2 separate regions of the Sus scrofa genome follow, and region 1 is linked to region 2. The links are chromatin contacts, called in public Hi-C maps. All regions are on one chromosome and are shown on one strand. Each heading gives the region's core, a stretch centred on a gene start, on an enhancer-like site or on the middle of the called end of the contact. The rest is flanking DNA. Distances are from core to core; before and after follow the strand shown. Region 1 has its middle 44 kb from the start of CLMP. Region 2 overlaps CLMP (CXADR-like membrane protein).

Region 1 (3,746 bases), core at 1,082-3,581, 100 kb after region 2:
AGTTTAGGTCAGAGGGGAATTGGAAGAAATCCTTGGGCATAGAGGTCTGGTCTGCGTGGTGGCCAGTGAATTATGTTTCTTACCCTGCATTTTAGTTTTTCTTTTCTTTTGAACTTAGGCCATTGTATGGGCCACTGTGCTGAGTCAGCCCCTGGCCTGCCCCAAGCATGCTTTCCCCTGAGCTGGAGCAGTTCGAAGAAGCCTCTTTGTTGCCCTCCACTTGGCTCCAGCCACTCTGAGACCACACGTTCCCACAGATGACACTTGTGTTCACATGAGGCCTGAGCCTGATCTGCAACTGGAGCCACCTTGTAGAAAAAATTGCCTGATTATGAGGACTTGGGATTATTTGGTAACTGAACTTCTCTGCACTGGTTTCTGGACCAGTCTTTCTCAACTGGGAGCGATTTTGGCCCCTAGGGGCCATTTGGCAATATCTGGAGATTTTTTTTTAATTGTCACAACTAGAGATGCTAATGGGTACCTCTAGTGGGTATAGGCCATGGATGCTGGTAAATATACTGTAATGCACAGAGCAGCCTCTGCAGGAATGATTGGGTACATGTCAATAGTGTCAAGTTTAAGATACCCTGTCCTGGACCAACTGAATCTTGCATTCTTTTTTTTTTTTTCTCTTCTTTTTAGGGCCATACCTGTTGCATATGGAAATTCCCAGGCTAGGGGTCGAACAGAAGCTGCAGCTGCCAGTCTATGCCACAGCCATGGCAATACTGGATCCAAGCCACATCGATGACCTATGCTGCAGCTTGTGGCAACGCCGGATCCTTAGCCCACGGAGTAACGCTAGGGATGGAACCTGCATCCTCACAGACACTACATCAGGTTCTTAACCCACTGAAACACAGCAGGCACTCCCATTCTCTTCTAAAACAAGCAAAGTGTAGTAGTGTTACAATGCAGTCTGCACCACACTGGTTTCAGTTGTGTAAAAGAGACTACTACCTCCATTATGATAATCCTGCTGTAGAAAAAACCACCACAGAACCTCAGTGACATAACACAATAAAATTTTGCCCTTTGCTTGTGAGGCCAGAAGTCAGCTGGGCAGTTCTGCTTATCTGGGCCTGGCCTGGCTGACCTTGATGAGCTCGCTCTGGTCTCTGCAGTCGGCTGGTGGGTTGGCTGGGAGCTGGCTGGTTTAGGATGGATTCACTTTTATATTAGATGGTTGGGGGGTTGCTGGCTGGGTTGGCAAGCGTGACTGGATCATGTGGTATGTCATCATGGGGGGTGCTAGCTCAGGTATTTCACATGTCAGTAGCAAGGTTCACGAGAGAGAGAAAACACGTGGGGCTTCTTGAGGTCAAGGCTTGGAACAGGCACCATATCACTTCTACTATACTTTATTGTCCAGAGCAAGTCCCAAGATTCAAGGTATGAGAAACAGGCTCTGCTTTCCCATGAGAAGGGCTGCCAGGTCAAGGGGCAAGAATGCAGGAGGAGTGAAAAATTGTGGGCATTTTTGCTACCAATCTACCACACGCTTCTTTTCCGATTCTAATTTGCACATGTGCTTCAAAATTTGACAAGCAGTGCCTTCCCCAGGAAGCATTATCTAACCCCTGCTCATCCACCCAAGGAAGCCAGGCTGACAGCTTTCATAGCTTTCCTCATACTGTGACACCAGCATGGCACTGCCACTGGATGGCCCCCACTCCATCCAAGCCATGGTGTGATCCCTGCCCTCAAGGGGCCATGAATGAGTGTGCCATTTCCTTCCTCGGTGTGTGTCCTAAATGTTTTGTAGATCTGACTGTGGAGCATGAGTTAAAGAGCTTGAATTATGGAGTGAGAAGGCCTCTGTTCCAATCCTACCTTTGCCTCAAGCCAAGCAAGCAAATTAATCTGTTTCTCTGTACAGTGGGGATAGGGTTAGGGTTGGGAGGGTGAAATGAGATAATTCAGGACAAGCACTTACGAGGAGTGGTCAGCCCACAGCAGTCCTCAGTAACGGCAGCTCTGCCATTATGGATGCCTTTTTCAGCATCTCAACCCGGCACTTAGTTTGTGGAGAACTGTGACTTCATTTATTAATTAATTCATTACTCACACATGGATGCTGTACTCTGGTGCTCCTTCTCACACAGGAAATGAACAACATACATCACTGGCCAACGGACTCCTCTGTGGGTGAATTCATTTTGCTTCTATAGCTGGTTCGGCTTTCGCTTCCGTCCCTGGAAGAGATTCATTCCTCCTCCAGAGGTCACTGGAGCTGAGAAAGTCAACTCGCCACCAAAGATATGCTGTGCTGGGGGGAAGGAGCCCGACAGCCTATTCCTAGCCTGACTCATCCTGGGGACGTGGGCTGGGCTGGATCACAGAGACAGAGAAGAGAGCCGAGGGGGCGGGTCTTTAGCCAGCTTAAGGGCTGAACTCCCTGTTGCTGTAACATTTTGGGAATTGTTAAAATAAGACACGTACAATTTCAGACAGACTCTTAAATGGCAGCATAAAACTGCTGCTTCTGCCATGGGCTGGGTCTGTGGTTTTGTAAAGTAAAAAATTAGAATCTGCCTCATGAATAATTCACTGATTCAGTTCTGGCAGTCCCAATGCTCCTCACAGGGTGACTGTGTCTATTGCTTTTAATATCCCGTAAATTGGCTGGTGTCTCTCACTTGGTGGATCTCTGTAGAAATGGACTCCGGTAGGATAATGACGTCTGCAGCTTCTCCCACCTCCCAAGCCAACACTGAGTCAATGCTAAATTCATGTTTGTAGGTAAGCACGATGGATGTTCTCCGAGACAGTTGTTTTTCCCCGGGCACTTTTCTGGGAGGACTGGACCTATTTTATGGCCCCATGGCTGGTGCCTGAATCTCCATTTAGCATTTGATTACAATCACAACTCTCTCTTTACTTTTTGTTCTTTATAATCGTTGTCAATAGGTGAAGCCTCTCAGACTTTCAAACCTTGACTCTCTCCCTTTATCCTCTGCACAAGACTCCATGTGTTTGTTAAGCATCTGTCTGCTTTTTCATAAGCCGGCTAGATGTTTTCCCGAATTAGTTCAAGTGTGGGAGACAGACCGCAGCAGGCATGGTATTAGACACATCCAGTAGCATCATGTTCCTCAACCGATAGTTATTCAGCACCTACTTTGTGCACTGCACTGAGTGAACACAACTGGCAATGCACGACGAAGGCATTTTCAGGAGAGCTGGAGAAATACTACACACACGCATGAAATACACACAAAATTCAAGACCCTGTGTACAGTACTGAAGTGTCAGTAAGAGCTGTGAGGTCCGAGGAGGGCAGTGTCTCTAAAGAGCCAGGAGAAGGTGTCAGAGGGAGCAGATCAGTTCTGGGCCCTGGGCACACATAGGATTTGACATTGAGCCAGGAAGATACATCAAGAGAAGGCAGACAGTTTGTAGTGAGAAAATCTGGAGTTTTAGAATCACATTCAGCCCAACACTTACCATCAAACCACAAGTTTCTGAATCAAATTCCTTATTTGACAAAGACCTTGTGGCCTTATCATGAGGATTGAACGGCCAAAGTGTGGAAACATCGGGTATAGTGGCTGATGCCCAGCGGCTGATCAACAACGACTTGTTAGCTTTACGGCAACTGTCAAAAGGGATTGAAGCAAGTAAGTGGAACAGGAGATTAGGACGGTCTAATTGGGACATGGAGGGAGCGACGGGACATACCGGTAGGAGGGCGGGTGGGGGCTAGATTCCCTGTAGGTCACCTGTTGGAGGACTTCGATGTT
Region 2 (3,733 bases), core at 740-3,239:
CCTCAGAGAAAAGGCCTCCAGACCCTGACTTTGGTAACCTCTGTGTTTACAGTTTGGCCTTCTGCTCTTTGCTGGGCCTGATGTCTGTGAATCTGCTTCTCCAAGCTCCCTTCTCCTGTGGGAGCAGGGAGGACTTGGGGCTTCTCTCTTGAGGGGGCAGAAGGAGAAAAATACCTTTTTTTTTTTTTTGCTTTTTAGGGCTGCACCTGAAGCATATGGAGGTCCCCAGTCTAGGGGTCAAAATGGAGCAGTGGCCACCGGCCTACACCACAGCCACAGCGACGCCAGGTCCGAGCCATGTCTTTGACCTACACCACAGCTCACAGTGAAAAAGACCTTTTAAACAGATCCCCCAGCTTTAGGAACATACCTCAGCTCAGTTTTCTCCTGAACCAACGTAGCTTCAGTTCCTGAACCTTCCAGAGCGGGCTCCCCTCCAGAAGCAGCGTGTTTCAGCCCCCAGGACCTGTAAGTCAGTTCTCTCCTCATCTGCGTCCCTTCATCCAAATACCTGTCGACATGTCTCTCTCCCCTCTATTTCCTCCCCCATTCTCTTGTCCTTGGCGGATTTACAGCTATTTTATGCCTTTACTTCCATCTGCATGGCATTTGAGGAGGAAACAGAAAAACACCTGTGTTCAACTCCCTACCAATAAGTGACTGGGGGCAGGGAACAGCCCTTGTCTTCAATTTTCTCTGCTCCACATTTGAGAACAGCTAACAACTTGGGAACACCTGTGGCTTTTTAGCCTCCTACTTCTGTTCAACAGATAGTCATCTTTGCGACATTACCATCTAACTGTGTGCCCCACAGGAAGATCCTTCGGGAACAGAATTATGTGTCCTTGTCCTCAGGCAACTCCCGAAACAGCGGCGGGGGCGGGGGGGAGGGGGGGTGTCACAGCCCTGCTGGAAAGCATTTCTGCTGCAACCTCCTGTGCTGCAAGCCACAGAAAAGGGGAAAGGATGTTTTTTGTCTTCCCCATAGGACCTTGTCTGAGAGCAGGGTACCAGAAAGTGGGAAAACAAGTCTCATCTGGAATGAGGAAATGATCAGCATTTTGTTAACCTATGGAACCCATAGAGAAAAAGGGTGTGGGATTTTTTTCAATGTCTTTCTTTTCGTTCCTTCCGTCCCTCATGCTCACCAGACATGTTGTGTTTAAGCTATTTTGGTTTGGATTGGGGAAAAACAAATCCAGGCTTTCAGAACGCATTAAGGAAGTCCAGACACCTCTAGGGACAAAGCCATCCTGCCCAACATAAATGAAGCCCTGTTCAGCCCAGCACCCTCCGGCCTCCAATCTCATCTCTTTTGCTGTGCTTGCAGCTTAGAAACCCTACAAGAGACTGAGGCCTTCATAGGAAAAATATTTGTTTAAAGCTTTCATTTTTCTCTGTGGTCTTTAAAAGCCACTGTGGTTCTTCGTCCCGGAATCAGCTTTTCTGGGCATATCATGTTTGCCTCCAGCTGTGACCCTTCTAGGGGCATGAACCCTACAGAACTCTAGCAGAGATCTGAAGATTTTTTGTTCTTGAGAAATTGGTGGGGAGCCCTGCCAGGAGCTGCCTGGGACACGCAAGCAGATTTCCTTAACCGCTAACTCCTGTGTCAACCAGTGAGCCAACAGTGTGAGCACGTTAGGTTCCCACTGGTCACAGGGATTCTGTGAAAGAGACGAGGGTAGGATTAACATGGAATTCCTAATTCCCGCCCTCACCGAGTACCCAATATAGTTATAAGTTGTGTGAAAGATCAGAATACCATGAGACAGCACAAAATTGGCAAATCCTGTAAAGTCCCAGGAGCTCAGAGGAGATGGCAACTCATGGATGATGAGAATCAGTGCAGGACGTAATCCCTGCGGGCTGAAAGAATCAGCATTTCAGGGGGGTGGATGAGTGACAGGTAGAGGGGAGCCAGGCAGAGAGGCAGGAAGAGCGCTGGATGTTGGAGTGGGAGTGACCACTCAAGGCTGGGTTGCAAGGGAAAGAGAAGAGGAACAGAGAGGAGGAATTGAGTCATTCAGGAGACAGAAGCTTCTGGAGAGATACTATGTAAAGTGGCCCTCAGAGAAGAGCTCTGATTTTTCTTTTGGCTGTTGTAACACTAGCCTGTGTTTTCATCTAGTTTTCCCACCAGACCTGGCTTACCATTCTTTGAGATTAATTCAGAAGCAGATGGAGACCTGATTTTATGCCCCCCAAAACCCCTCTGTTTTTTTCTTTGCCTGGGCAGCAGGTGGGGGGAGGGGGAGAACCTGTGTCCCAGCCCTCCAGAGACACCGCTGCTAGATCCTATTGTTATGCCACAGCGGGACCTCCACTCCTCCAAACCCTCTCACACCCACATTTTTTGTTTTCTTTTTTCTTTTTAGGCTGCCCTGTGGCACATGGAGTTTTCCAGGCCAGGGATCAGATCCAAGCTGCAGCTGCAACCTAAGCCACAGCTGTGGAAACGCCAGATCCTTAACACACTGTACCAGGCTGGGGATCCAACTTGCGTCCCAGCCCTCCCAAGATGCTGCCAACCCCACCGCACCATAGTGTGAACTCCAATGCCCTGCATTTTAAAAAATATTTAGTATAGAAGACTAGATTCATGTGCTTTTTTTTTTTTTTTTTTGTCTTTTTAGGGCTGCACCCGCAGTATATGGAAGTTCCCAGGCTAGGGGTCAAATTGGAGCTGTAGCCCCTGGCCTACACCACAGCCTCAGCAACACCAGATCTGAACTACATCTGTGACCTACACAACAGCTCACGGCAACGCTGGATCCTTAACCCACTGAGCAAGGCCAGGGATTGAACCCGAGTCCTCATGGATGCTAATTGGGTTCATTAAAGGCTGAGCCATGACGGGAACGCCTATATGTGCATTTTAAGCTGAAATAAGACTTTAAAGAAGTGGCTCACTTGTGGCAGATTGTTCTGGGCTGTTTTTCCAAAGCCCCAGAGGTGCATGCCCTTCTTCCTCTAGGAGCACTTGGGTGGAAAAGTCTGCAAAGCACTGTGCTACGTAACTTCTAGGGCCCTCAGCCTGGCCTACAGGATCGGGTGGAAACCCCTTTGTGAAGTTCAAGGTGCTCCAGGATCTGGACTGAGCCCACTTTGCACTCTCCCTGCTTCCTGCACCTGCCTCCTCCCACCGCAGGAGAACTAGTTCCTAAACACACCAATTACACTGAACACACACCAGACTCTGCACTGGGTAGGGGGTTGTATCTAATAAAACACACTCCTGTCCACCACCCACAAGAAGCTGCGACGCTCCACAGCTTCACGTGCCCTGCCTGGAACATCTCTCTCTCTCTTTCAAGGAAGCAGCCCAGGGATGTGGCTTTTTGCCTGAACAGCTTGGCTTTCTTTTATCGCCTTTCCCATAGTACTGGATAGACACCTATTAGAGTCTTTCTAGTTCATTGTGCTTGTATATTTGCTTATCTTTTCTCCCACTAGACATTAGCCTTCTCAGGCAGGGATATTTTGGTACCCATCTGTAGTTATACAATGCTTATCACCAAATAGACCTATAATAAACGGAAGCTGAACTAATTAATTTTTCAGAGGGACATGCACATTCTCTAGGAAGCTCATCTGAAAGCATTAATTAATTTATTCAGCATCTATCCATTCATTAATAAAGTATTTGTCAGTTTTCTACTGTTGAGGTTTATGAAGATAATAGTAAAGACAGCAGGAGTTCCCGCTGTGGCTCAGTGGTAACGAACCCGAC

Evidence for each region. A called contact is a pair of places that touch in the nucleus more often than the background predicts.
Region 1: a contact with region 2 is called in a Hi-C map of embryonic fibroblasts, with 1.9 times the contacts expected there. The contact joins two enhancer-like sites. A contact is called at or near these places in 2 of 5 promoter capture datasets (fetal skeletal muscle and liver), 24 of 47 Hi-C or Micro-C datasets (adipocytes, adipose tissue, alveolar macrophages and 15 more) and 1 of 2 datasets of contacts at active chromatin or transcription factors (skeletal muscle).

Annotation. Positions count from the first base shown.
Region 1 is chr9:50,136,255-50,140,000 of Sscrofa11.1, forward strand. No RefSeq gene overlaps it. Among named protein-coding and RNA genes, the nearest start is that of CLMP, 44 kb to the left of the region's middle. Within about 2 kb of position 2,332, at least 16 of the 83 cell types and tissues checked have an H3K27ac peak or open chromatin away from gene starts, as enhancers often do. A contact at or near this core is called in embryonic fibroblasts, where this site is marked.
Region 2 is chr9:50,034,447-50,038,179 of Sscrofa11.1, forward strand. All of the region lies in intron 2 of CLMP (CXADR-like membrane protein), which reads right to left. Among named protein-coding and RNA genes, the nearest start is that of HSPA8, 50 kb to the left of the region's middle. Within about 2 kb of position 1,990, at least 10 of the 83 cell types and tissues checked have an H3K27ac peak or open chromatin away from gene starts, as enhancers often do. A contact at or near this core is called in embryonic fibroblasts, where this site is marked.